Linked DNA regions of Mus musculus: all the other regions are linked to region 1. Evidence: chromatin contacts called from public Hi-C, HiChIP or PLAC-seq and promoter capture Hi-C data. All regions are on one chromosome and are shown on one strand. Each heading gives the region's core, a stretch centred on a gene start, on an enhancer-like site or on the middle of the called end of the contact. The rest is flanking DNA. Distances are from core to core; before and after follow the strand shown.

The links. Hi-C and Micro-C count contacts between places; a contact is called where the count stands out from the background. HiChIP or PLAC-seq counts read pairs in DNA pulled down with a chosen protein or histone mark. Capture Hi-C pulls out chosen DNA fragments and counts their contacts.
Region 2: a Hi-C map of B cells shows a contact between it and region 1, with 5 read pairs. The contact joins the promoter of Chchd10 here to the promoter of Ilvbl in region 1. A contact is called at or near these places in 1 of 39 promoter capture datasets (pre-B cells), 1 of 484 Hi-C or Micro-C datasets (B cells) and 1 of 9 other capture datasets (adipose tissue).
Region 3: a promoter capture Hi-C map of adipose tissue shows a contact between it and region 1, with 2.7 times the contacts expected there. The contact joins the promoter of Mcm3ap here to the promoter of Ilvbl in region 1. A contact is called at or near these places in 1 of 39 promoter capture datasets (pre-B cells), 1 of 115 datasets of contacts at active chromatin or transcription factors (large pre-B cells) and 2 of 9 other capture datasets (adipose tissue and liver).
Region 4: a contact with region 1 is called in an H3K27ac HiChIP or PLAC-seq map of regulatory T cell precursor, with 13 times the contacts expected there. The contact joins the promoter of Prmt2 here to the promoter of Ilvbl in region 1. A contact is called at or near these places in 1 of 39 promoter capture datasets (liver), 1 of 115 datasets of contacts at active chromatin or transcription factors (regulatory T cell precursor) and 2 of 9 other capture datasets (adipose tissue and liver).
Region 5: a promoter capture Hi-C map of adipose tissue shows a contact between it and region 1, with 3 times the contacts expected there. The contact joins the promoter of Lss here to the promoter of Ilvbl in region 1. A contact is called at or near these places in 1 of 39 promoter capture datasets (pre-B cells), 1 of 484 Hi-C or Micro-C datasets (CD4 T cells), 1 of 115 datasets of contacts at active chromatin or transcription factors (thymic regulatory T cells) and 2 of 9 other capture datasets (adipose tissue and liver).

What each region holds. Positions count from the first base shown.
Region 1 is chr10:78,572,863-78,577,502 of GRCm38.p6, forward strand. It overlaps Ilvbl (ilvB (bacterial acetolactate synthase)-like), which reads left to right and starts at 2,129. Exons shown (of 15, transcript NM_001359302.1): 1 at 2,129-2,369; 2 at 3,720-3,921; 3 at 4,038-4,165; 4 at 4,249-4,387; 5 at 4,480-4,591. The coding sequence starts at 2,235.
Region 2 is chr10:75,931,727-75,936,567 of GRCm38.p6, forward strand. Chchd10 (coiled-coil-helix-coiled-coil-helix domain containing 10) reads left to right here and starts at 1,404. Exons shown (of 5, transcript NM_175329.4): 1 at 1,404-1,772; 2 at 3,689-4,278; 3 at 4,512-4,719. The coding sequence starts at 4,238. Mmp11 (matrix metallopeptidase 11) reads right to left here and starts at 776. Exons shown (of 8, transcript NM_008606.3): 1 at 608-776. The coding sequence starts at 727.
Region 3 is chr10:76,466,484-76,471,063 of GRCm38.p6, forward strand. It overlaps Mcm3ap (minichromosome maintenance complex component 3 associated protein), which reads left to right and starts at 2,419. Exons shown (of 29, transcript NM_019434.3): 1 at 2,419-2,731; 2 at 3,466-4,580. The coding sequence starts at 3,572. Ybey (ybeY metallopeptidase) reads right to left here and starts at 2,631. Exons shown (of 5, transcript NM_172550.4): 1 at 2,291-2,631; 2 at 1,674-1,903. The coding sequence starts at 1,883.
Region 4 is chr10:76,235,127-76,239,919 of GRCm38.p6, forward strand. It overlaps Prmt2 (protein arginine N-methyltransferase 2), which reads right to left and starts at 2,739. Exons shown (of 11, transcript NM_133182.3): 1 at 2,624-2,739; 2 at 1,586-1,695. The coding sequence starts at 1,639.
Region 5 is chr10:76,529,435-76,534,120 of GRCm38.p6, forward strand. It overlaps Lss (lanosterol synthase), which reads left to right and starts at 2,171. Exons shown (of 22, transcript NM_146006.2): 1 at 2,171-2,240; 2 at 2,416-2,584; 3 at 4,079-4,217. The coding sequence starts at 2,227.

The DNA of each region.
Region 1 (4,640 bases), core at 879-3,378:
GTTACTGAGGATAGAATCCAGGACCTTATAAATAAGAAGTAAGGGCTTCGCCACTAACTACATCACCAGCCCAAATACTATCTTTTTATTGGCCCTGGAAATGTAATTGAACCTAAAAGCCCCTTTCAGGAAGTATGTGGTTGATCCTTTTAATTAAGGGCTCTCACTAATAGGGCCGGGGAGGAGTGGCTCCCTGTACTGCTCCTAGAAAGAGAATGGAGTTAGGAGACAGAAGGGAGTAGGGCCAATTTGGAGATAGATGGAGTAATCCAAAACAATTCTTTTCTTAATTTTTATTTATTCACGTTACATCGAGGTTGAAGCCCTGCCCCTAGTCCCACCCTCACAAGTCCCCCCCCCCCCCATCCCCTCCTCTCCTCCTTAGAGAAGGGGAAGCTTCCCTTGGGTACCAGCCCAGCCTGGGACATCAAGTCATTATAGGACTAAGCATGGTCTCTCCCACAGAATCCCGACTAGGCAGACCAGCTGGGGGAAGGGGATCCAATGGCAGGCAGAGTCAGAGACAGCCAGCCCCTGCTCCAATTGTTAGGAGACTCACAAGAAGACCAAGCTGCACATCTGCTATAAATGGGTAGAGAATCTAGGTCCAGCCCCTGCACTCTCCCAAAACAACTCTTATGGAATGGCAGGGAAAAGCCTACCTTGTTTGATTCAAGACGAAATTGGAGGCATGCTCACAGCCAGTAAGCATAAATAATTCATACGGTAGTTTGGCTAAAAATAGTTGAGTAGGTTTTTGTGGGTACCCATGGCTTTGCCTGTGCTAGGCAAATGTTCCATCACAGAACTTAATCAGAGACCATAGTTGCTGAGAAGGGATGGCTGAACGATCAGCTTTAAACAGGGCATTTATACCATGGCTTGCAAAGGTCAGGGAACACCAAGGAAGAGGAAGTGGAAAGAATATAAGAGCCAAAAGATGGGGAGAAAGGCTGTGGAATGCTATCTTGTGGACATGACACAGCTGAAGCGATTGTGATTTTTGGTTGGTCTCTATGCACTCCTGCTTGTCCTGGAACTCACTATGGAGAAGAGCCTGGTCTTGAACTCGGAATGGTGGGAATAAAAGCACATACTATTACACTGGTTTACATTGTTAAATATCCATTGTTCAGGCTTCAACAAATAGCTCAAAACTCTTGGTTACACAGATGGTCCTGATTAAAAGCCAGTCAAAGAAAAAGACATAAATTGGAGAAAGGGATTTGTAAGACAGATCGGAGTTTGTAAAAGGTCCCCAGATGCTGGAAACCTGGAAAATGACTGAACCGGCCTGGCACCAAACACTAGGGAGTTCTCTAAACATCCTGCAAAGCCTCACAGTGGTCCAGGAAGGGGAGGGGCTTGCATATGTTGCGGTCGGGAATGCGGGTTCTGGGGAGCTCGGGTGGGGGGTGTGTCACAGTCCACGCCCGTGGAACGTGCCGCGAGATGGTTCTCGCGGGTGTGGAAGGCGCGGTGTAATGTTAGCCAATTAGAGGCGAGAGAGAGAAGCGACCAATGATAAACGTCTCTTTCGGATAGCTTTTTCAGCGAGACTCCAGTTTGGCGCACGCGCGTCTCGTTGAACTACGGGGCGCTGCAGAGCCAAGTGGGCAAAAGGGGCACCACTCCACACTCCCCAGTCACGTGACCCAGAAGCGGCAGAGTTCCACTGCAGTCAGGGACCTTTCCTATAGGCAAAGGTCATAGGGCCTTGTTTGGGGATGGGTGGAAGGGAGTTCTATGTAGTGGAGCTGAAGGCGCATCCTATTGAAAAGTGACCTCGGCTGAAGGCCAAAGGTCAAGAGTCTGGTGTGTGTGGGGAGGGTGGGGGAGCGTACCCTAGGCTGCGCGATCCGATGGGGGTGTGGCCTTACGACTCAATGATGTAAGCGCGAGGCGGGCTCTCCGCTGAGCCCCAGTCCAGCGTTGAGGAGGGTGGGTTCTGCATGGGCTCGTTAACAGATAGGTAAGTAGGAATTTCAACCTTGTTTCGGTGCTACTGCGATCGCCTTGACCTGCTGTGGCCTACTTTTAGTTTGAAGGTGGTGACGTCAGGGGGCGGACTTAGCCTCACTGGGGCGTGGCTTTAAGTCCAGTCTAGATGCGTCTGTGGGCGTGGCCTGGCAGGTCGGGGAGGTGTGGCCCAGGTCCGGCGGACGATCCTGCTTCCGGATTAGATTATAGTACTAAGATTCTGGCTCTGTGCTTTCTTACTTAGGTTCTGCCTCATGGAAACTTCTGCGGCCGCTGCATCTGCGGGAGGCTTCTTCCCCTCCTTCCTGCTCCTGGCGTTTGGGACGCTGGTGGCTGCCGTGCTGGGCGTCGCTCACAGACTGGGGCTCTTCTATCAGCTGATGCACAAGGTGCTTAGGGTAGAAGGAGGGCTAGGGGTAGGAGGAAGGCACTAAAGGTGTTTCTCCAGCTCATCCACTGTGCAGGTGTGGAAAGCGAGTCCCAGCTAGTCTAGAAGTGGCTGGTTGGGAGATTCTTTACAGAGCTCTGTCCCTTTGCCAAACTGTATATGGGCCTGGACTTTGTAACTAGTACGAGATAATGGGGAAATTGTCGTTGTCTGGACAGCACACATTCTCCGCCTACCTCCATACCCAGGGGCCTGAGTCATTTTAACAGAGCAGGCCTTTTAAACATAGTGAGATTGGTGGGCTGAAGGTAGGCAGGGGAGGGAATGGGCTCTGATAGTAAGCCCTTCTGAGGAACTGTCTTAGCATATTTCGTACCATCTTCACCAAAGTAAGTGCTATAATTTCTGTCCTTGTGCCCACAAGAGGCAAATGATCTACAGAGAAGTTTAGTATTTTCTCTAGATGACAGATTTGGGAAAAGCTGACCCCACAAGTCATACTTATAAACCACTTGTTCCATTCTGAGAAATTCTTGCCCTTACCCAGTCCCTTTTCTTCTAGACAGGGACAGTGCCACTGACCTTGAAGTATGTAGGGATCGTGAAGCTACTGAGGCTTGGATGCTCAGGGTAGTCTGTGCCAGGAGTCACTTCCGTGCTAGGCATATGGCTGCTGGCAGCATGTCAGCTGGACCTGTGCCTCACTAGCAGAGGGAGGCAATAGGCTGGATGGAGTTAGCACTCCAAGTGCCAGGCCCTGCAGGGATACTAGGAAGCAGGCACACATCTAAGCCAGGGGCCTTCTGCCTCTTGCCAGGCTCTCCTGGATTCTCTGTAGATTTAACCTCTATCTCCTTTCTTCTCAACTGGCCCAGTATCTCTGGAGCAGGCATTATAATCTCCAGAGCCACTTAAGAACATAGGCTTTATCTCAGTCTGCTACTTGGTAGGCTGGGGAGAGATGGTCACAAATTCAAGCCCTGCCTAAGCTACATAAGGAGTTCAAAGCCTCGTGAGACCTTGTCCTAGTAAAAGCTGATGATATAGCTCAGTGGTTAGAGTGCTTGTCTAACACTATCTATGCCCAGGGTTCAATCCTCAGTACAGTTTCAAAAAGAACATTTCTTCTGTTGGAGTCTATCACTTGGGCAAGTCTTGGCATTTTTAGCTGTAGGACAAAGAGAACAATAAATTTGCTAAGTCAGTGTACCCTTCTCTGAATTGGATTTAAAGTGGTATGTCTCTAACCAGAATCTAAGTTCGTCTGTCTTCTGACCTTACCCCTGCCTGTTCTTGTACCTGCTCCTGGGCTGGCCTCTGACTGTCTTGTTCCTCATCTCCTTTGACCCAGGTGGACAAGACAAGCATCCGGCATGGTGGAGAGAGTGTCGCAGCTGTGCTCCGAGCCCATGGTGTACGCTTTGTCTTCACATTGGTCGGTGGGCACATTTCCCCACTGCTGGTGGCCTGTGAGAAGCTGGGTATCCGAGTGGTAGACACACGCCACGAGGTCACTGCTGTCTTTGCTGCTGATGCTGTGGCCCGCCTGACTGGTAAGGACCAGGGACTAGCAGGACAGTGACATGGCCCCTGTGAATGAGAGGCAGGGGGTTTGGGGTAGGACGATGTTTGGGAGGATGGCATGGTTGTCACCAGCTCTTTCTTTCAGGGACAGTGGGTGTGGCAGCAGTGACAGCCGGTCCTGGCCTCACCAACACTGTGACTGCAGTGAAGAATGCACAAGTGGCACAGTCCCCAGTCCTGCTTTTGGGTGGAGCTGCCAGCACCCTGCTGCAGGTGCCTAGTCCTTAAGGGTAGGTGGGGTCCCCAAGACGGCTTCTCAAGCTTATCTGATAACTGTCCCTTGCCTTCTCTGCCAGAAACGGGGCGCACTTCAGGCCATTGATCAGATGTCTCTGTTCAGGCCACTCTGCAAGTTTTGTGCTTCTGTGCGAAGGGTACGGGACATTGTACCTACCCTGAGGACTGCAATAGCTGCTGCCCAGTCAGGCACCCCAGGTAGGTGGAGGAGGGAGCTGGACAGTAATCAAGCCCTGAAGCTTGGGGGTTGCTGCAACAGGTGCCATAGACTGAACCTCCCTACCCTGCAGGTCCAGTGTTTGTGGAGCTGCCTCTTGATGTACTATATCCTTACTTCATGGTTGAGAAGGAGATGATACCAACCAAGTTGCCCAATAGCCTCATGGGCCGTGTGGTTGTCTGGTGAGTCCTGCTATCCCCACTATAGCTTTCTTCCTTCTTTTGCCTCTTT
Region 2 (4,841 bases), core at 154-2,653, 2.6 Mb before region 1:
TTTCTCTTCTTCTTTATGCTTTTGTTCCCCCGGTGCTCCCTTCTATTCTGACTGCACCTGATGCTCGCACACACTATCTCTCTCAGGTGCATTTTCTGTCGGCTACCAGGACTCCCAGACTTGTCTCCTGCAAGCTGGGGCACCTCTCTCAACTTGGGCCCCATTTTCTCCTTCCTAGCTCTTCCTTTATTCTCCATCCACGGTACACACCTTGCAGGGGTGCTTACTGGAACCACACACCCGGAGGCTGCCCCTTTTTGCTCCCCCCTCCCCCCAGACTTGCTTTGCTTCATTCCAGTGATGAACAAGGGGCCTTGGCATCCACTCCCTCTGCTACCTCTATCAACACACACTCCAGCATCCCTAGCTGGGGGCTGGAGAAGCCGGTCTCCAAACTGAGTTCAGCGCAGAGACGCGTCTCACCAGCTCCACTTGCACACTGCCAACCACGGGAAGCTCATTATAGTACGCTCAGAGAGACCCAGAAGGCATTTCGGGGACAGACTGCACTAGGGTAGCCAGGGAGCTCGCTTGGTGGGTCAAGCTCAGCCAGTGGGCCCAGCCCGCGTGCCCAGCCCTCCCTCGGGGAGGAGTGGCGGGCACTCACCGGTGGCCTGGCCCGGGCCATCAGCGGCGACGGCAGGAGCAGCAGCAACAGGAGCAGCAGAGGCAGCGGGAGCAGGAGGACGCGCGAAATCGCGCGGAGGAGACAGGCGGCCCGTGCCATCCGCCCCGGGGCTGCTGGGCCTGCTGGGCCAGGCCGGGCCGCCGCCCCTTATAGCATTCGCCCCGCCCCCGCCGGCGCCGGGACCGCACCCCCCACCGCCCCGCCTCCCCCTGCCTTTTGTTCTAAACTCAACCGGCCTGCAGCAGCGGTCTGAGTTAGGGAGGAGTGCCCGGAGGGGCTGGGTCCCTTAGAACTAGTGAGAGCCGGGGAGAGCTCAATTCTGCTCTCCAGCCCCACTTCAGAAGTCTCATCCTTCGCCAGGTCTCTCCATGGTGGCTTGACTTGTTTTAGCCTGTGGCAGGTGGTCAGATCCCCAATCTAAACAGCCCTAGCTAACAGGAAAGTGGTACAATAGCTCTTGCAAGGAGCGGACTATTGAAATGTGACCTCAGGGGAAACTGAGGCATATGGCGGAAGTTGGCCAGTCCCCACACCTTAAAACAAAACAGAGACGGGTCTGGAAAGATGGATCAGTGGTTAGGAGCACTTGTTGCTCCTGCAGAGAAACCTGGCTCCCGTTCCTAGCACCCACAGGGTGGCCATCTAGGAACTGATGCCTTCTTCTGACCTCTACTGACACTTGGCACACGCTGATGCAAATGGCTGATGCAAATGCGCACACTTAACAATTTCAGACCAGAGGCAGTCAGCGAGGATCTTGGAGGGAGGGACCAGATTTTTTCTCTACTAGCAGGCAACTGGGTCAGTTGGCTGGGAGGAAAGGGTCAGGGATGTTTGAGTTGGACACTGGAATCTCAGGTTGTTCCCTGGCCGGGGGGCACACTAGCCAACAGGCTTTTCCTGACCAGTCAGGCTCAGCCATCTGAGACAGGGACAGAATCACATCTGAGAGGGAGGTCTACGTGCTGAAAACAGTTCAACTACTCTAATCTCTGCAGCGAGTGTCCAACTGTGCAGTGTTCCCTCTTGGATGACAATGGCTCTACAAGGCACTGCAGGCCTCTTCCACCAGGCCTTCAGCTCTCTTCTGAATTCTGGTGGGCCAGTGGGGCCCTGAGCTGCTGCAAAGTAGGGGCAGAGAGTGGTAAGTTTTACTTGGCCATCTGCAATCTTTTAAAAAGCCTCACCTTTTAAAGGCTGCCATTCCTTCCCGTCGTCCTTCCTCCCTTCCCACCCACCCCTCTTTTCTTTTTTTTATGACAGAGTCTCTCTCTCTCTCTCTCTCTCTCTCTCTCTCTCTCTCTCTCTCTCTTTTTTTTGACAGAGTCTAGTATGTGTACATGTAGCCCAGGCAGGCCTCCAACTCAAGATTCCTGTCTTTGCCTATTCTGACTGATAGGACTGCAAGCATGTATCATCATAGCTAGAATTTCCAGGTCTGGTTCAGACTCATCTCAGCAGTGTTGGTCAAAGAATCATAAAATGGATGAGGCATTCATAGTCCTACCCTCCACCCCCAAGAGTGGGTTTCTCTGTGTAGCCCTGGCAATCCTGGGACTCTGTAGAGTAGGCTGGCCTTGAACTCAGAGATCTGCCTCTATTAAAGGCATGCACCACCATGCATAGCATTTTAAAAATAAACTCTTCATTGGATGCATGCCTTTAATCCTGACATTTGGGAGACAGAAGCAAGTGGATTTCTGTGGGTTTGAGACCAACCTGCTCTACAGAGTGAGCCAGGCTATATGAAGATCCTGTCTCAACAAAAGAACCCCCAAACCCTAAAACATTTATTTGTGCAACCTAAACAGCCTTCAGTGTTGCCAGGGATGCACGACTATTTTCTGAGGAACTTGCAGCTTATCAGCCAGACCCCCCACCCCCCCCACCCTCCACTTCCCACCCCCTTACCCCCCAACCTGCCCCATTACCCCACATTACCACACTTAGTAGAGGATCTGGAAGGTGGGCTAGCCACGGAGGCCCACAGAAGGGGTTGAAGCTGGAAGAATGTTACCACTTGCCTACTGGATACAAGGTAAGCAGAGGCCAAATAGATAAGCCAGTGGGGTCTGCTCAAGCCTGCCCCCCCCTTTTTTTTTTTAATTTTCTACAACAGCACATTTTTTTAAAAGATTTATTTATTTATTATATGTAAGTACACTGTAGCTGTCTTCAGACACTCAAGAAGAGGGCATCAGATTTCGTTATGGATGGTTGTGAGCCACCATGTGGTTGCTGGGATTTGAACTCGGGACCTTCAGAAGAGCAGTCGGCACTCTTAACCACTGAGCCATCTCGCCAGCCCCCTGCCCCCCCTTTTTTAAAAGATGTATTTATTTATTTCGTGTATGTGGGTACATTGTCGCTGCCTTCAGACACACTAGAAGAGGGCATCAGATCTCATTATAGACAGTTGTGAGCCACCATGTAGTTGCTGGGAATTGAACTCAGGACCTCTGGAAGAGCAGACAGCTCTCATAACCACTGAACCATCTCTCTCCAGCCCCAGTCAGTGCTCTTAACAGTTAAGCCACCTCTCTAGCCTGAGTCTGGCATTTTTTTAAAGGAAAGAGTGGCTTGTCTTTTACCTACTCACCTCACCAAAAAGTCTATCCTGCAGATGGGTGGTGATTCCACTTGGGAGGAAAGCTGAAGTCTTAATGAAAGAGGCCTGCTACAGAGGCTGCTTAAAGAAACCAGGTTTGGGACACCTGAATGGGCAATGCATGGTCCTGAATAGTTTTGACCCCTGTTGCTGAGGCATTTGAATTGTTTGTGCCAAGTGATCTCTGTTGTCACAGTAAAATAAACACTGAAAGAAGAGGAGAAAGAACTCAAGGCCCCCTGTGCCCTTTCTACTCTGGCCAAAGGTTATTATTATTTGTTTTATTTTGTTTTGTTTTGTGGGAGACAGTTCTGTGTAGCCCTGGAACTCAGTCTGTAGACCAGGCTGGCCTCGAACACACAAGATGCACCTACCTATACCTGCCCCCCCCCCAAGTTCTGGGGTTACAGGTGTGTGCTCTTTTAACCTTTTTTTTTTTTTTCTCTCTCCAGAGGTTATGGCATGATCCCAGCCAAGGTCTCTGAGGAAAAGTCTGTGAAAACCGAGTTCCAGAGGACAGGGAAGGGCCTTTGGTGATCCTGGGATGGTTATTTTCAAACTCTGTCTTGTGATGGGTCTCAGAGAACACAACCTGGCCTGCAGTCTCCATTCGCTTCTCCGCTGGCGGTCTATGTGTCTCTTTCTTTCCTCCTGGGCTCGTGGCAAACCCCTATTGCATTGCTTGAGTTCTGACAGAAAGACCTGCCCTCGCTGCCCCGTGCCTAACTAAGCCTTGGGCTTTCCAAAGCTGACCGGTGTCCCCAGGACTCGCGTAGCTCCGCCCTGCACTGGGATAGCTCCGGAGCCCTAAATCCAGGAGGTTAATGGAAGGGCGAGCTTTGGCCCCTCCCATTTGGAGGGCGTGGATCAGAGGCCCCGCCCCAGATCCCGCCCATTTCACCTGACTCTAAGGACGCTGCCGTGTTAGTTGCCCGGCACTGAGCGAGCGGCTGCTACGGTCCACGCTTCTTACTCAGCTCCAACTTGATCCCACCGCAGTCATGCCTCGGGGAAGCCGCAGTGCGGCTGCCAGGCCGGTCAGGTGAGAGAGAGAGCGACAGGGACCCCGTGGGGTCGGGTGAGGGAAACGTGGGTGCTCTCCCAAGGGCGTCCGCAGAATGACCTTGGAGTCTGCTGCGCCATGTTGGCTGGGGGGTGGGGTGGGAGGACGGGGACGCAGAAGCGTGAGTCTAAACGAGGGTCCCACTGGACCCTGGAGTAGAGGGGTTTATTCCCGGAGCATTAACCTTGTTTCTCTCCTCTTGCTTCCTGCAGCCGCCCAGCCCCGCCTCCTGCGCACCCACCACCCTCAGCGGCCGCCCCGGCACCTGCCGCTCCCGGCCAGCCGGGTCTTATGGCTCAGATGGCATCCACCGCCGCAGGCGTAGCCGTGGGCTCAGCTGTAGGGCATGTCATGGGTAGCGCCCTGACCAGTGCCTTCAGTGGGGGAAATTCAGAGCCTGCCCAGCCTGCCGTCCAGCAGGTGAGCGGGAGGACTCAAGAAACGGAGGCAGGATTCACACATGGTTGCATAAGGAGCTGCTTAAGAGTCCAATGAGGAGTGGCCCAATGTATTCAGAGTTGCCTCAGACCCAGGATTTTGAG
Region 3 (4,580 bases), core at 1,169-3,668, 2.1 Mb before region 1:
AGTCTGAGGGGGTGGAATGCAGTTATCACACAGTGACCCTCACGTGCTGTTTTTATCAAATTATCTACTCACCCCCCCAACCCCTCTCAAAGTCACATTCAATATCATTGAATTGGCATATGGACACAATCACACTCTTTCCCCACTTGTGTGCCTGCCATTTTTTCCTGTTAAGGGAAACAGGCTGGAGAGTGGCTCAGTGGGTAAGAACACTGACTGCTCTTCTGAAGGTCCGGAGTTCAAATCCCAGCAACCACATGGTGGCTCACAACCATCGGTAACGAGATCTGACTCCCTCTTCTGGAGTGTCTGAAGACAGCTACAGTGTACTTACATATAAGCCGGGCGTGGTGGCGCACGCCTTTAATCCCAGCACTTGGGAGGCAGAGGCAGGTGGATTTCTGAGTTCGAGGCCAGCCTGGTCTACAAAGTGAATTCCAGGACAGCCAGAGCTACACAGAGAAACCCTGTCTCGAAAAACCAAAGGGTGGAAAAAAAAAAAGAGAAAAGCAGAAAGAACTTTGCTTTGACAGGGGAAGAAACGTGTGTATGCTATAATCCACTATATATATATATACAGAAACAAATCCTTCATTAGCTGTGGCCTCTTCAGACATGCTGTAGACCTTCAGTCCCCTCTGCTGGGCTCTGTTCTACCCATCTTGTGCGGGCTATAGCCCAATCCTGTCTGCAGTTAGAAGCAGGCGACACTGATTCTACTGCATCCAGCCTCTCCCAACGCACACCTCGAGTCCTGTCCTGTCTCTGCCTGACCACCATGCCCACTCTGCACGGGTGCCTGACCTTATTTTATGCCACAATCACAAGGCTTAACTTTCCAGGGTTAAGCCTGCATCCTTGGCTCTTTCCTTCTCTTTTCTATCCTTTGAAGCACCATTTACTACCAATTCATTCCCCAAAAGGAGTATTCCCATTTCTTCTGCTAACAATGGGGGAAGCTATTTAGACAATGTGGTTCCTTGTAGCTATCTATCGCAAGGGAATCTGTTGATAATGCTTACCAGTTTTTACTTTTCTGTCCAAGCATTTACTACTGAGGTACACTTAAAACTGCAGACACTCTTATTTGAATTTCCTGAGGGCACTGAGTTAGTGAGAGTGGTCCCTGCATAGAGGAATTGTGATGTTTAGGGCTAGACATACTTAATGGGTCTATGTCATATTGCTTCATTTCTGTTTTTTATTTGCTTGTTTTTGAGATAGAGAGGATTTTTTTTTGGACCGAGTTTCTCTTTGTAGCCCTGGCTGTCCTGTTAATCACTCTGTAACACCAGGGTGGACTTGAATTCAGAGATCTGCTTTTCTCTGCCTCCCAAGCATTAGGACTAAAGGTGTGTGCCACCACTGCCACCCGGCTGAGAAAGGGGCTTCTTATGTGGCTTTTGTCTGGCCTTAAACTAACCAGGCAGACCAAAGGTGGCTTTGAACTCACAAAGATTCGACTGCCTCTGCCTCTTGGATAGATGGGATTAAAGGCATGCACAGTCACACCAGGCTAGACTTCAGTGCATTTCCAGAAAACTTCAAAATCAAAGATAACCAGATCTGTAATGTAATTAACAGGAACTATTCTGGAAGGAAGGTAAGCTGTACGAGAAGAACATATATACATACATATATATTTATTTTAAATATGAGGTATACATATTTACCTCATGAAATGAGAAAGAAAGCACGTCAGTTGGGACATTTTTATTCCTGTAGATCCTATTAATGTTCTGAATAGTCTTGTTGTCAACACAGATGATCCCCAGGTCAAATTTCTTCACTCCTAAGATACTCCTGACTAAATCCATCTTCCTGCGAAGTGGCACTCTTCTGATGGGGACCACCCGCTGCAGATTTTTAATCACCAAACTCATTTCGGGAAGAACACCCAGCCCTTTAAAAAAAAAAAAAAATGGTTGGAAGGAACCTGTGGTTAAAGTTCGAGAAAAGACCCGTAACTACTAGAGAGTGATAAGTTATGTAAAAACACACACGCGCTCACAATAAAACTTTATTTGATGGGATTTATCTGGTGGCAATGCTAAGGGAAATCACCTTTATTTACCCTAGGAAACTAATAAACAGGGTAGACTGGGCACAACGTGCAGAATAAGGCAAGTGGTTTGGGGCGGTTGCAATGGTGCAGGACCAGGTGAGGATGAGTGTGGGTGAGCAAATGGGGTCGCTGTGGGTCCAGCGTCTCTCGGGCACTCAGGCTGGAGGATCCACGCACGAACGAGGGGCTTCCACGCCGCACAATGCGGGATCGCCGTGCACTTACCGAATCCGACCGTGAAGAAGGTCGGGGGTCTGGCGGGCCGCCTGCCGGAAGATCAGCAGCAGCACACCCCAGAGAGCGGAAGCCGGATGCGGAGGACCGGAAGTTGGTCCTACAAATTTGATGTCCGTAGCGCACACCCAAGAGCCCGCTCCAGTGGCCGGTTTGTTGCGGTGCGGTGGGCCCGGTAGAGGCTGCACGCAGACTGTGGGCGAGCACAAGCGCTGGCGACAGTGGCCGTATCTGGCGGACTTGCTCCTCCCTCCGCGGCCTCCGCTGTCCCTTGTGTCTTTGCCGAGTTGCTGAAGGCCTTCACTAGTCTTCGCTCGAAGGCGTCTGTTAACCTAGCGGCCGGCTTCCGGAGTGTTAAGCATCGGGGATAAAAAGCTATTATTTCTAGACCAGGGCATCGCAAGTTCGAGTTACCGGGAGAAAAATGAGATGGTAGGAACCCAAAGCAGTAACATTTTAAATTACGGTTTTTGTGTTTTTATTTATTTATTTATTTATTTTGCCTTGGAGATCGCAAGAATCTGATAAGTGATGTGTTCCCGTCTTATTACTGAGGTTTTGTTTGTTTGTTTGTTTGCTTGTTTTTTCCCCGAGAAGGTATCAATTGAATAAAATGCTTTGCATTTTTATTTTAATCATAACGGATCAGGCTTCACCTAAGCCTGCTGGAGCACACCTGTGGTCCCAGCAGAAGGGAGACCGAGGCAGAAGAAAGGAACTTAAGGTTGTGCTTGATTGTAGTAAGCTTGAGGCAAGCCTGGGCTAAGCGAGACCTTGTCTTTTTTTTTTTTTTTTTTTTTTGGTTTTTCGAGACAGGGTTTCTCTGTATAGCCCTGGCTGGCCTGGAACTCACTTTGTAGACCAGGCTGGCCTTGAACTCAGAAATCTGCCTGCCTCTGCCTCCCGAGTGCTGGGATTAAAGGCATGCGCCACCAAGCCCGTTTTACGAGACCTTGTCTTTAATGAAAAGAAAAAGAAAAAAAAATCTTTAAACCTCCCTTACACCATAATCCATTTCTAATACCCTGTGTCCAAAACCTGTTGATCTGTGAGTGGTCGGCGGCCCGTTGTGCCCTTGCCTTTTAAATAATTGTCTTAGAATTTCTGTGATTTAAGAGTTGGAGCAAAATATGCTGTGATGTCCTAACCTTTTTTTTTTTTTCCAGGTCATCCTGAGGATGAAGGAGAGCTTCCCCTGGCAACAGATAATTTAAAGAGGAGAGCTACTTGTGTATAGTCCATATTTATTGCCTTCAGATAATTGGCTTGAAGATGCACCCGGTGAACCCCTTCGGAGGGCAGCAGCCCAGTGCTTTTGCGGTATCTTCCAGCACCACGGGAACATATCAGACTAAATCACCATTTCGATTTGGCCAGCCTTCCCTTTTTGGACAGAACAGCACACCCAGCAAGAGCCTGGCGTTTTCACAAGTACCAAGCTTTGCAACACCCTCTGGAGGAAGCCATTCTTCCTCCTTGCCAGCATTTGGACTCACCCAAACCTCAAGTGTGGGACTCTTCTCTAGTCTCGAATCCACACCTTCTTTCGCAGCTACTTCGAGTTCCTCTGTGCCCGGCAATACGGCATTCAGCTTTAAGTCAACCTCTAGTGTTGGGGTTTTCCCAAGTGGCGCTACTTTTGGGCCAGAAACCGGAGAAGTAGCAGGTTCTGGCTTTCGGAAGACGGAATTCAAGTTTAAACCTCTGGAAAATGCAGTCTTCAAACCGATACCGGGGCCTGAGTCAGAGCCAGAAAAAACCCAGAGCCAGATTTCTTCTGGATTTTTTACATTTTCCCATCCCGTTGGTAGCGGGTCTGGAGGCCTGACCCCTTTTTCTTTCCCACAGGTGACAAATAGTTCGGTGACTAGCTCAAGTTTTATCTTTTCGAAACCAGTTACTAGTAATACTCCTGCCTTTGCCTCTCCTTTGTCTAACCAAAATGTAGAAGAAGAGAAGAGGGTTTCTACGTCAGCGTTTGGAAGCTCAAACAGTAGCTTCAGTACTTTCCCCACAGCGTCACCAGGATCTTTGGGGGAGCCCTTCCCAGCTAACAAACCAAGCCTCCGCCAAGGATGTGAGGAAGCCATCTCCCAGGTGGAGCCACTTCCCACCCTCATGAAGGGATTAAAGAGGAAAGAGGACCAGGATCGCTCCCCGAGGAGACATTGCCACGAGGCAGCAGAAGACCCTGATCCCCTGTCCAGGGGCGACCATCCCCCAGATAAACGGCCAGTCCGCCTCAACAGACCCCGGGGAGGTACTTTGTTTGGCCGGACAA
Region 4 (4,793 bases), core at 1,489-3,988, 2.3 Mb before region 1:
ACAGAACTGCTGAGACACTCCTGAGAGTCTTCTGTCACTGGGGCAATCAGAAGTCATTTCTAAGCTGCCTAACTGACCACAATTAAGGTGTTATCTACTGACACTGTTGGGCTACTGGAGACCAGTGATCACGGGAAGTCACTTGGAAACTCAAAAATATGTGGTTCTTCCACCCTCAAAGCTCCACAAAGCCATCACTGAGCCTCTTACCTGAAGCACCAGCTATGGCAACAGGTACTCACCACAGTACCATGGGGAGGCGCGGGAGGAGATGGGGACTACATCTGAGCTCCCAGTGAAAGGTTAACAGTGAGACCCGATGCATAGTGGTTTAGAGACCACAGCATCCCTACGGCAATCCCTACGTCCCTACACTGCTGTACACTCACAGACAGAGCACATGCAGGAGACCCAGCAGTAAGTAGCCAAACTGCCCAGGTAACACTCCATAGATGCAGAAACCGCAACAGCACCAACACAAGCCTCAGAAAACACACACACAGCAAACTCAAACTTTTGTTCAGGGATCCTTCATTTTGTTTGATTGGACTGCTTAGTTGTGGCTGGCCTGGGGACCCTTATAAGTTCATAAAGGTACAGACGGTGCACAAGCAGACACAAAGCAGCCTCTAAAAGTGGAAGGAACCGTTCTGGACTTGAGAACAGATTATGACGTTAATCTTGTGTGTGTGTGTGTGTGTGTGTGTGTGTGTGTGCGTGCGCGCGTGCGCGCATGTTTTGAGAAAACTGTGACAGTGTATTACGTTTTCATCTCTGCATGACAGATCCTCAGTGTCTACAATATTATTTTATAGTTGTCTTAATATTTACATTTCCCAAAAGAAACACTGGGCATTCGTAGAATTAAAACATTCTGCAGCTGAAGATGGAAAATGATGAATGAAATGAAAAATAAATCCTACATATAAATATGCCCAGTACATACATACCCAGTCACTGGGCACGGAGGCTTTTAATTCCAGTGTTCAGGAGCCAGAGGCAGGCTGATCTCTGTGAATTTGAGACCAGTCATGTCTACATAGCAGTTCCAGGCCAGCCATAGATGCACAGTAAGACCCTATATCAATAAGTTAAGTAATTGAATAAATTAAAACCCAAGGGAAGGCATACCATTAAAAGGGACACAAAACTGGCTGATGCTGACACCACAGACATGAAAATCTTGATTTTTTTAATAAACCTTTTTATTTGAATAGTCATTTCATTAACTGTACATAATCAATATTCCTTAAGATTGAAGGAGATCTTTTCTCTGGTAACATGGATCAAACTGAATATACGTACCCAAGACAGATCTTCTCGAGTACCAAGCATTTTCCTGGTCCTATGCTACGGCCATCTAAGAACAAGTACAAGAATCTGAAGCATGCTGAAGTGTCCCCTGAAGTGTTCATGACAATACACAGCATGGGACCTAATGACCAGACCCATCCCCCTGCCTCAACGTTCTCTAAATTCAAGCATCCTCCTGTGAGCCAGGACCTTGAGAGACAAGGAGAGTGACATCACCCCTGTAAGCTGGTACTGTTCCTCTGTATGATCATTACACGTGGCTCTTACGTACCAGAACCGGGATGACCTGTGACTCGCTGCAGGGACCTTCTCCTGGTGCCTCCATAGTTCAATATGATCATGTCTCATAACTGGGGCTTTACTTCAGTTTCTCTCCCATGCCTACTTGAAAGAAGAGAGAGAAGCACAAAGTGTTACACTGCCTGGTCAGTAATCTCATTTCACGGCTACAGTTTACTGTATGTGTTAAGAATGGAACAGGATTGGCGTTTTATCATCACAATTCATTAGAGGGCTTTTTAAATTAAAAAATCCAAATGCTGTGTGCTTCCTTTAATATGCTAGATTTATTCCTCTGAAGTCTCCTTTTTTAAGAGATATTTATGAAGCCTCTTTTTACTTAGAATAAATCAGTATCATTTTTTTTAGGAACACTTAATAGCTTAAACTCAAATTAAAACACCTTGCCCAGTACTTGACCTAACCCACAGGCAGAACTGAAATCCCCATGCCCGACACCCTCCTGTTCTTTAATTCTATTTTTTTACCCCCAGGGGCAATGTAACCCTAACTGGCTCTGAGATTACATCGATTCTTTGTTTAAACGCCTGTTGTGCGTCCAGATCTGGACTTCATACTTACTTCGTAATAATTAGAATCACAAATTATTTACAATTATATTTTCAGTGAAAAGCCTGGGAGGGTGCCCGGAGGAAGAAAGACAATGAATTGGAGGGTTCTCCAGGCCAAGCAGATGAGGCCATAGAGGCCAAGAATATAGAGGCATGGGGGATGTGGCTCGGGATACAGAAGGCAGGTGGGCGTGGTCCTGGAAGGGCGTGGCTCTAAGAGCCAGCGGAGGTGCGCAGGGGGAATTGAGAGGTGCAGCGAAAGGAGAGCGAAGAGGGCGGACGGTGCTGAGAAAAGGGGAGGGGGTAGCTGGAATAGAACCTTCGAGAGGGCACTCTAAAGCCTCCAGAGGGGGCGGAGGCCTCAGTGCGCTGGAGACATGCACAGGGAAGACCTTTTGCCTAGCTTGCCCTGCCTCACTTGCGATCCAGATGTCTAAGCTGTCCATTAAGAAACCTACCTCAGCCGCGTTTCTCCGCTGAATTCTAGGCTATACCAGAAAGGAACAGACGATGCCCACCCGAAGCCTGAGCCGCCGCCCTGGACCTGCGCAAGCGCGGAGCACTCCAGCTGGCCGAAGAGCACGCCCCGCCCAGGCCTGGGTGTCCTGCGCAAGCGCAGTGTGTATAAACTCGGTGCTGGTAGCTGTAGATAGTCTTGAGACAGGGGTTTTCTCTAAGAGCTTGTCACTCAGCGCAAGCGCATTTTCTGTCCCTGCTTCCGGCCGGTCGCATTGGGCCTTAAGGCTGCAAGACGCAGGTGAGAAAGTGTAAGGATCGACTTACCGGGAGATCTGTGGGAAGACTGGACTCCGGGTTGGAGGCCACAGGTGGTGTAGACCGCGCCCCCAGCGGATTCGAACCGAGGCAACAATTGGCAGGCTGAAGCAGGAGTGCGTACTAGCGCTGTCCTGAGTGTACCTGGGACTGCCGGTGTGTTTGATGCCCTTCTCCGAATGCTTAATAACCTAGTTTTGATCTGAATCAGCTTCTGCAGAATGGGACCCCCCTACAGTATCTTGGACTAAGTTTTGATCGTGGAACCAACATAGCTACTGAGACACGAAACACACCAGAGACCCCAAGTCCTGAAGATCCTGTGCTGAAGGGGTTGGGGGCGGAGGAGCAATGACACTGACATCAGGTGACCCTAAGCAAGGTTTCTTAAGCTTTCTCCACTAGCAATCCCATCCTACTCAGAAAGTTTTTCAGCGACTCTAGGTATCTAAAATAGGCATACGAATCAAACATTTACTGATAAGTGAATCAGAAAAGAATTTATTGTAAAACTCGGCATACACACAATTTTACCACTGACTAGAGACAAAAGCAGATTTGCATACTAATTAGGTGGATGCGTTTGTCCAATATAATCTAGACACTCTAATACATGCTGAGGAATGATAGGGAAATATTAAAATTCTTTGTTTTCTATAATTAAACCATCATGCTTCGGTTCGTGCAGTAGAAACACCACAGCTCATAACATAATCAATCATTCCAAACCTGCTGTGAGGCATCTCAGGGCTTGCAAGGCTTGTGCAAACCACACCTGTTGTGCCTTCAGTCCATCGGTTCAGTGGAGTCGCACAATGAACTGCAGCCAAGGGATGGGTCTGTCTGTGTGAGGACCTGGTCCTTTTTTTAAATCTGCCCAGTTTTCCATTTCCACCAGATGAAGAGGGCTGAAGCTCTGAGCCAGGATGCCACAGGTTGAAAAGAGTTTCCCACAATCTTCCAAGGCAGAAAAAACTGTCCTCAGAGCCCCCAGTGTGGCAGGCCTGAGACCTATTCTTGAAAGCCTGCTGGTGCCACGAAGCTCAGGCTCCAGGCACTAGGATCCACCCTTGCTAACCTAACATAGGAAAGGGTACCTGTGGTGGCTGAATAAAGAATGTGGCTTTGTAAGGGCTGGAGGTGGCTTAGCAGTTAAGAGCAGTTACTGTTTTTGTAGAAGACCCAAGTTTGGTTCCCAGCACCTATGTTAGGTTGCTCACAAACCACCTGTAACTTCCAGCTCCAGGGGACTCACTGCACTTGGGAGGCCGAGGCAGACGGATCTCAGAGTTCAAGACCAGCTTGGTCTACAGGTTGAGTTCCAGGATAGCCAGAGAAACCCTGTCTCAAATAACCAGAAAAAGAAAATTCTTTTTGTAAAAAGTGGAGTGTGATGCCTGCAGATTTGTCTCAGTGGCTAAGAGCATTTGGGCGCTTACAGTGGACTGGAATTGAATTCCCAACATCTAGATTAGGCAGCTCACAAGCACCTGTAATTCCAGTTCCAGGGGCTCTGATGCCCTCATCTGGCCTCCATGGGCACTGGAATGCATGCAGTATGCGTACAGCTGAGCAGGCACACCCAGGAGTTATTTTTAAAGTGGATTCCAATGCCGCTACCTTCCTTTTAATCCCTGCTTGGCTTGACAAGCTGTCTGTCAAAGAAGACACTGTAACCAAACGTGTAACCATATGCAATAAAGATAGACATCTTGGTTAGTGCAAAGCTTCAGAGCACAACCAAGAGTAATCAAAGGTATATTAGCTGCAGCAACTAAGAGGAGCACTGGAGTTATTCCCAAGGCAAGGACCACCCACCCACCCACGCCTGTCACACACCCCTCTCCTTACTCC
Region 5 (4,686 bases), core at 921-3,420, 2.0 Mb before region 1:
CTAGAGTCTTCTGTATTTAGTTTATAGAATAAGCTCAATATGGTACAAGCCAAGCAGTGACAAACATTTCTTACAACTGTCTCTAGAAATCCATCTATGTGAATTGGCAGGAGGATTTCACACTTTTCTTCCTTAGATATTAGAAAGCATATTACTTTATTCATAGGATGTCTAGTCCAGGAAAATATCAACCTAACTTCTTTTGCAGCTGATATCTCTGCCATCTGTCTAGCTTTGCCATTCAAGTCTGGGGTTCCGTACGGACCAGAATTCTTTTTTTCCAATTTTTCATGTTCTGACACAAAAAGGACTTCCCTGGAAAACACTCTAGCTTTTTTCTCCAGGGAAAGAGAGTGGCTTGTTTAGTGAATTTGGGAGAACAGCATCCAGTGTGCTAGGCTTCCCTGGGCATCGTTTTTTGGGTCTTCTTATTGGCATACTGTGCTTACATGGTTCTTGGTGGGTCAGCTCCCAAAGGCTTCAGTTGTTCGCTTGGCTTAGAAGCTGAGACATGTGTAAGGGAAAAGCAGTCATTATGAAGCAGTTAGCCAGCCCTGTTCAAACTGACTTTTTTTTTTTTTTTTTTGGCTTTTTTGTTTTTGTTTTTGTTTTTCGAGACAGGGTTTCTCTGTATAGCCCTGGCTGTCCTGGAACTCACTTTTGTAGACCAGGCTGGCCTTGAACTCAGAAATCTGCCTGCCTCTGCCTCTGGAGTGCTGGGATTAAAGGCGTGTGCCACCACGCCCAGCTCAAACTGACTTTTCTATTGTGAATTTTAAAAACTTAATGTGTACGGGTGTTTTAACCAGCATGTATGTACTTACATCTCACACATGCCTGGTGACTGAGGAGGTCAGAAAATGGCATTAGATTCCTTAAAACTGAAGTTATAGATGGCTGTGAGTCACCATGTGGGTGCTATAAACCAATTCCAGGTCCTCTGAATGAGCAGCAAGTGCTCTTACGCACTGGACTTAAGTATTGGCCTCCAGTCCCCAAATCAATAGTCTGAGGCAAGGCTCAGTTAAAATGCCTTGTCTTATATCTTTACAAGTTTCTAAACTGGGCAAAGAAGAGGTTAGTGTTCTTGACTAGCCATCTAAAATTCCGATTTTCCATCTAGGGAAGGTGTGTGAGTGTTCTTTGCCTCTTACTTCTTCCTTCTCTGATTTGTGGTTCATGGCCCCTTCCTTGGCAGCGTTTTGAGGGCTAGGTGCAGGGAGGCTATCGGGTTTGGGTAGTTGTAAGTAAGTCGGCACTCTGTAGGACACACTGTACCGCTGGGAGTTCTTGGAATTATATTTTTCTGATCTCTGGTCGTCATTCCTGCATGCCAGCAATGCTTCTCAAATACTATCTGTTCAAATGTTCTTCATTGCACGTCTCTACTAGATTCTGCCGGCATACCACAGGCTTTCCTGCTTCCCTCTCTACTGTCAAACATAATCAAGGCTTTTCCCCCTTTAACTTGTAGGACTCCAAGCTCCAGGTATCCTGAGAGTAGTGCTGTGGCTAGGGAAGTGGAACTCTACCTGCTAATGGGAGTCAGGACACAGCCCTCTGCACACTCTGCAGCTGCTCCCTGTGAGGAGCCTGTGCCCGCTTTCTGAGAACACTACTCTGACCCTCTTCCCAACTACGTGTCATCATAGTTTCCTCCTCCCTTCACTCGGGTCAAGGCCCCTGCCCCATGATGGTCCATGTGGTGCCTCGGATCAACGCTAGTTTCACCTCAGGTCACTCATGCCTCTTCCGTACTTCTGAAGCACTCGTGGTTTCCGCGGCCTCTTTCCTGCATGTCGGAGGGGCCATTTTTCACCAACCCTGTAGGTATCCCGGCTCAGAACACCCAGACCAGAAGTCCAAGGCTGTCATCAATAAGGATCTAGAGGGGCCGGCCCCGCCCCCCATCCCGCCCCGCCCCTCCAACGGGCCTGCCCCTCCCACAGGCCGTCCTCGCCCACAGGCCGGCCTCTTTCATAGGCCCCGCCTCCAAAGCGCTTCCCGCCCCGCAGCCACGCCCCCTGGTGCCCTCGCGGCGTCGGGCGGCCCTGCGCCCAGCCACTGTGGTCGCGGTGCGTCTCTCGTGCCCACCTGGTGATGCTCTGATTGGCCGAGCTCGCATCGGCCCACCCAGTAGTTCCGGTCGGCCGAGGCTCGCGCCTGCGCAGTGCACTAGGCTGTCAGGTAAAGGGCTGGCAAGCGGTGGCAGAGAGTAGTGCTGTCATGACTGAGGGCACGTGAGTCGCGGACCCTGGGCTTCCCGCGGGTGTTGCGAGGGACGCGGCAGGGCGGTGGCAGGGAAGGTGTCTGGACAGCAGGGTGGCATGGCTGGTGGCTCTGCATGCCTGGATTGCAGGCATCCCACCTGGGCGGAGTCTAAGGAAGGCTGCTTCCTCTCGCTGGTCCCCTCAGGTGTCTGCGGCGTCGTGGGGGACCCTATAAAACTGAGCCCGCCACCGATCTCACCCGCTGGCGGCTCCAGAATGAGTTGGGTCGGCAGAGATGGACTTATTATCAAGCGGAGGACGACCCTGGTCGAGAGCAGACCGGGCTAGAGGCCCACTCTTTGGGACTGGACACAGTAAGTGATGTGATTCTGAAAGCACCATTCCATCCCAAGACTGGAAGCCATCACTGATCAGCCTACACCGTGCCTTCCTGAGCCAGAGCTCTGAAACAGTGGAGAGCCTTATTTAAAAAACAGGCAACCAGCCAGTAATATATGCATATGTGTAAACCAATGTATATGTGGGTATAGTGTGATATGAGGAAAAGCTGACTATAAGAGGATCAGGAAAGTTCACAAGTTATGTAAGAAGATGTAAAGCTAGTTGCTTTTCTAGTTCTAACTCTGTCATGGGCTTTGTGGTTTGGGCAATAGATTAATGCATAAAATATAGTGGGTACTGAAAGTGCATCATTTTATGGAAAGTTTCACAGTCTCCCTTTTCAAATGCCAAGGTCATTAAGTTGAGTAGACTTTGTGTTTGGTTAATTTTGGTGTGCGATGTTTTTATTAATTTGCAGGTTTCTTTTTATTTTAATAATAAGGCTTATAATTTTTTGTTTTTTAAAACAGATATGAACCTGGGCCCGGCAGGCATACCTGTAATCCTAGCCGCTGAGTAGGCTGTGACAAGGATAAAGTTTAAGATCTGCCTGGGCAGCTGAGTAGAGCTTGTCTCAGAAAATAAAGAGGCTGGGCATGGTAGTGCTGGTCTTTAATCCCGGCACCCAGGAGGCAGAGGCAGGCAGATCTTTGTGAGTTTGAGGCCAGCCTGGTCTACAGAGCAAGTTCTAGGCCAGCCAGGTCTACGTAGTGTGACCCTATCTCAAAAATGATAACAAATAAATAAAGAAGAGGGCTGCTGATGTGGGTCAGTGTTTGTGAGTGTTTGCCTCAATTCAATCTAAACAACAAAAAGTGTGGTACCTCCTTCCGGAGACAGGAGTAGAAGCAACCCTCGTTATTTAAGTCCCTCCACCTCAGAGACCTGTGGAAGAAGTTGCCCTAATTTGGTTTCATTTTGAGCATTCCACTTTGATATTTAACTTTTGATTTGCAGGAGAATTACAAAGATGGGTGTGATTTTTGTTTGGATCCACAAGATGAAATACTTAGGACCTGATTTTCTGGTTGTGTGTGTTGGTGCATGGATGATGGACAGCTAATCATGGAGCAGTTAGTTAGCTCACAGGCTTCCTGTGAGTCTTGGCCATCCGCTGGGAAGATCTCTCTCTGAGCAACGCCTATGCTATTGTGTGGGTCCTTTGTGAAAGAGTCCCAGTATCAGTTGGGCATCAGTACCCTGCCTTCCCTGTGGTCTGTGCTGGGCTTAGTTAAGACATGAAGTTTTGAAGAGATTTATAGATTAATGGCTGGAAGGGAAATTGTGACAACATGGAATTGCTTCTTTATTATATATGGGGTGAAATTGTCCTACCCTGTCTTGTTTCAGATTAAAACAGTTGAAAATTTTAATTTAGAGTCACCACTTTGACTTGGCTTGTGAATGACGAGGGTTCCTTGGAGCGGCGGGCACCCTCAACTCTCCTCTCTTCCCTCTCTTCACAGAGAAGTTATTTCACGGACTTACCAAAAGCGCAAACAGCCCATGAGGGGGCCCTGAATGGAGTAACCTTTTATGCCAAGCTGCAGGCTGAGGATGGACACTGGGCTGGTGATTATGGTGGTCCGCTCTTCCTCTTGCCAGGTAGGAGGAGTGTGCTACCTCAATTCAAGGGAAAGGCTGTTCTAGATTGTTGGGGCATACACACGGTGTGTGTGTGTGTGTGTGTGTGTGTGTGTGTGTGTGTGTGTGTGTGTATGTGTGTGTGTGTGTGTGTGTGTGTTGTGATTGACCTATCCTGGTCAAGCAGGTTAAAACCCAGGAGCTTACTGGAAAAGCTCTAGGGGAGGGTATCCCAGTCATCCTGCTGCCAGGATTTAGGGAACAGTGGTGGAACACAGCTAGCCCAGGCTAGACCAGCAAGTACTCTAATGGAAGCAAAGCATTTTCGAGACGAAGGGGATGGATGGGTGGTGGATGCTCTTAAATCCCAGTACAGATGGAAAGGGTACTGTAAGGTGGAAGGCCCAGCCAGTGCCAGGGTGTTTGCCTCAGGAGCATGAGGCAGTTGGTCATAGTGTGCCAACAGTTAGGAAGCAAAATGAGACCAAGG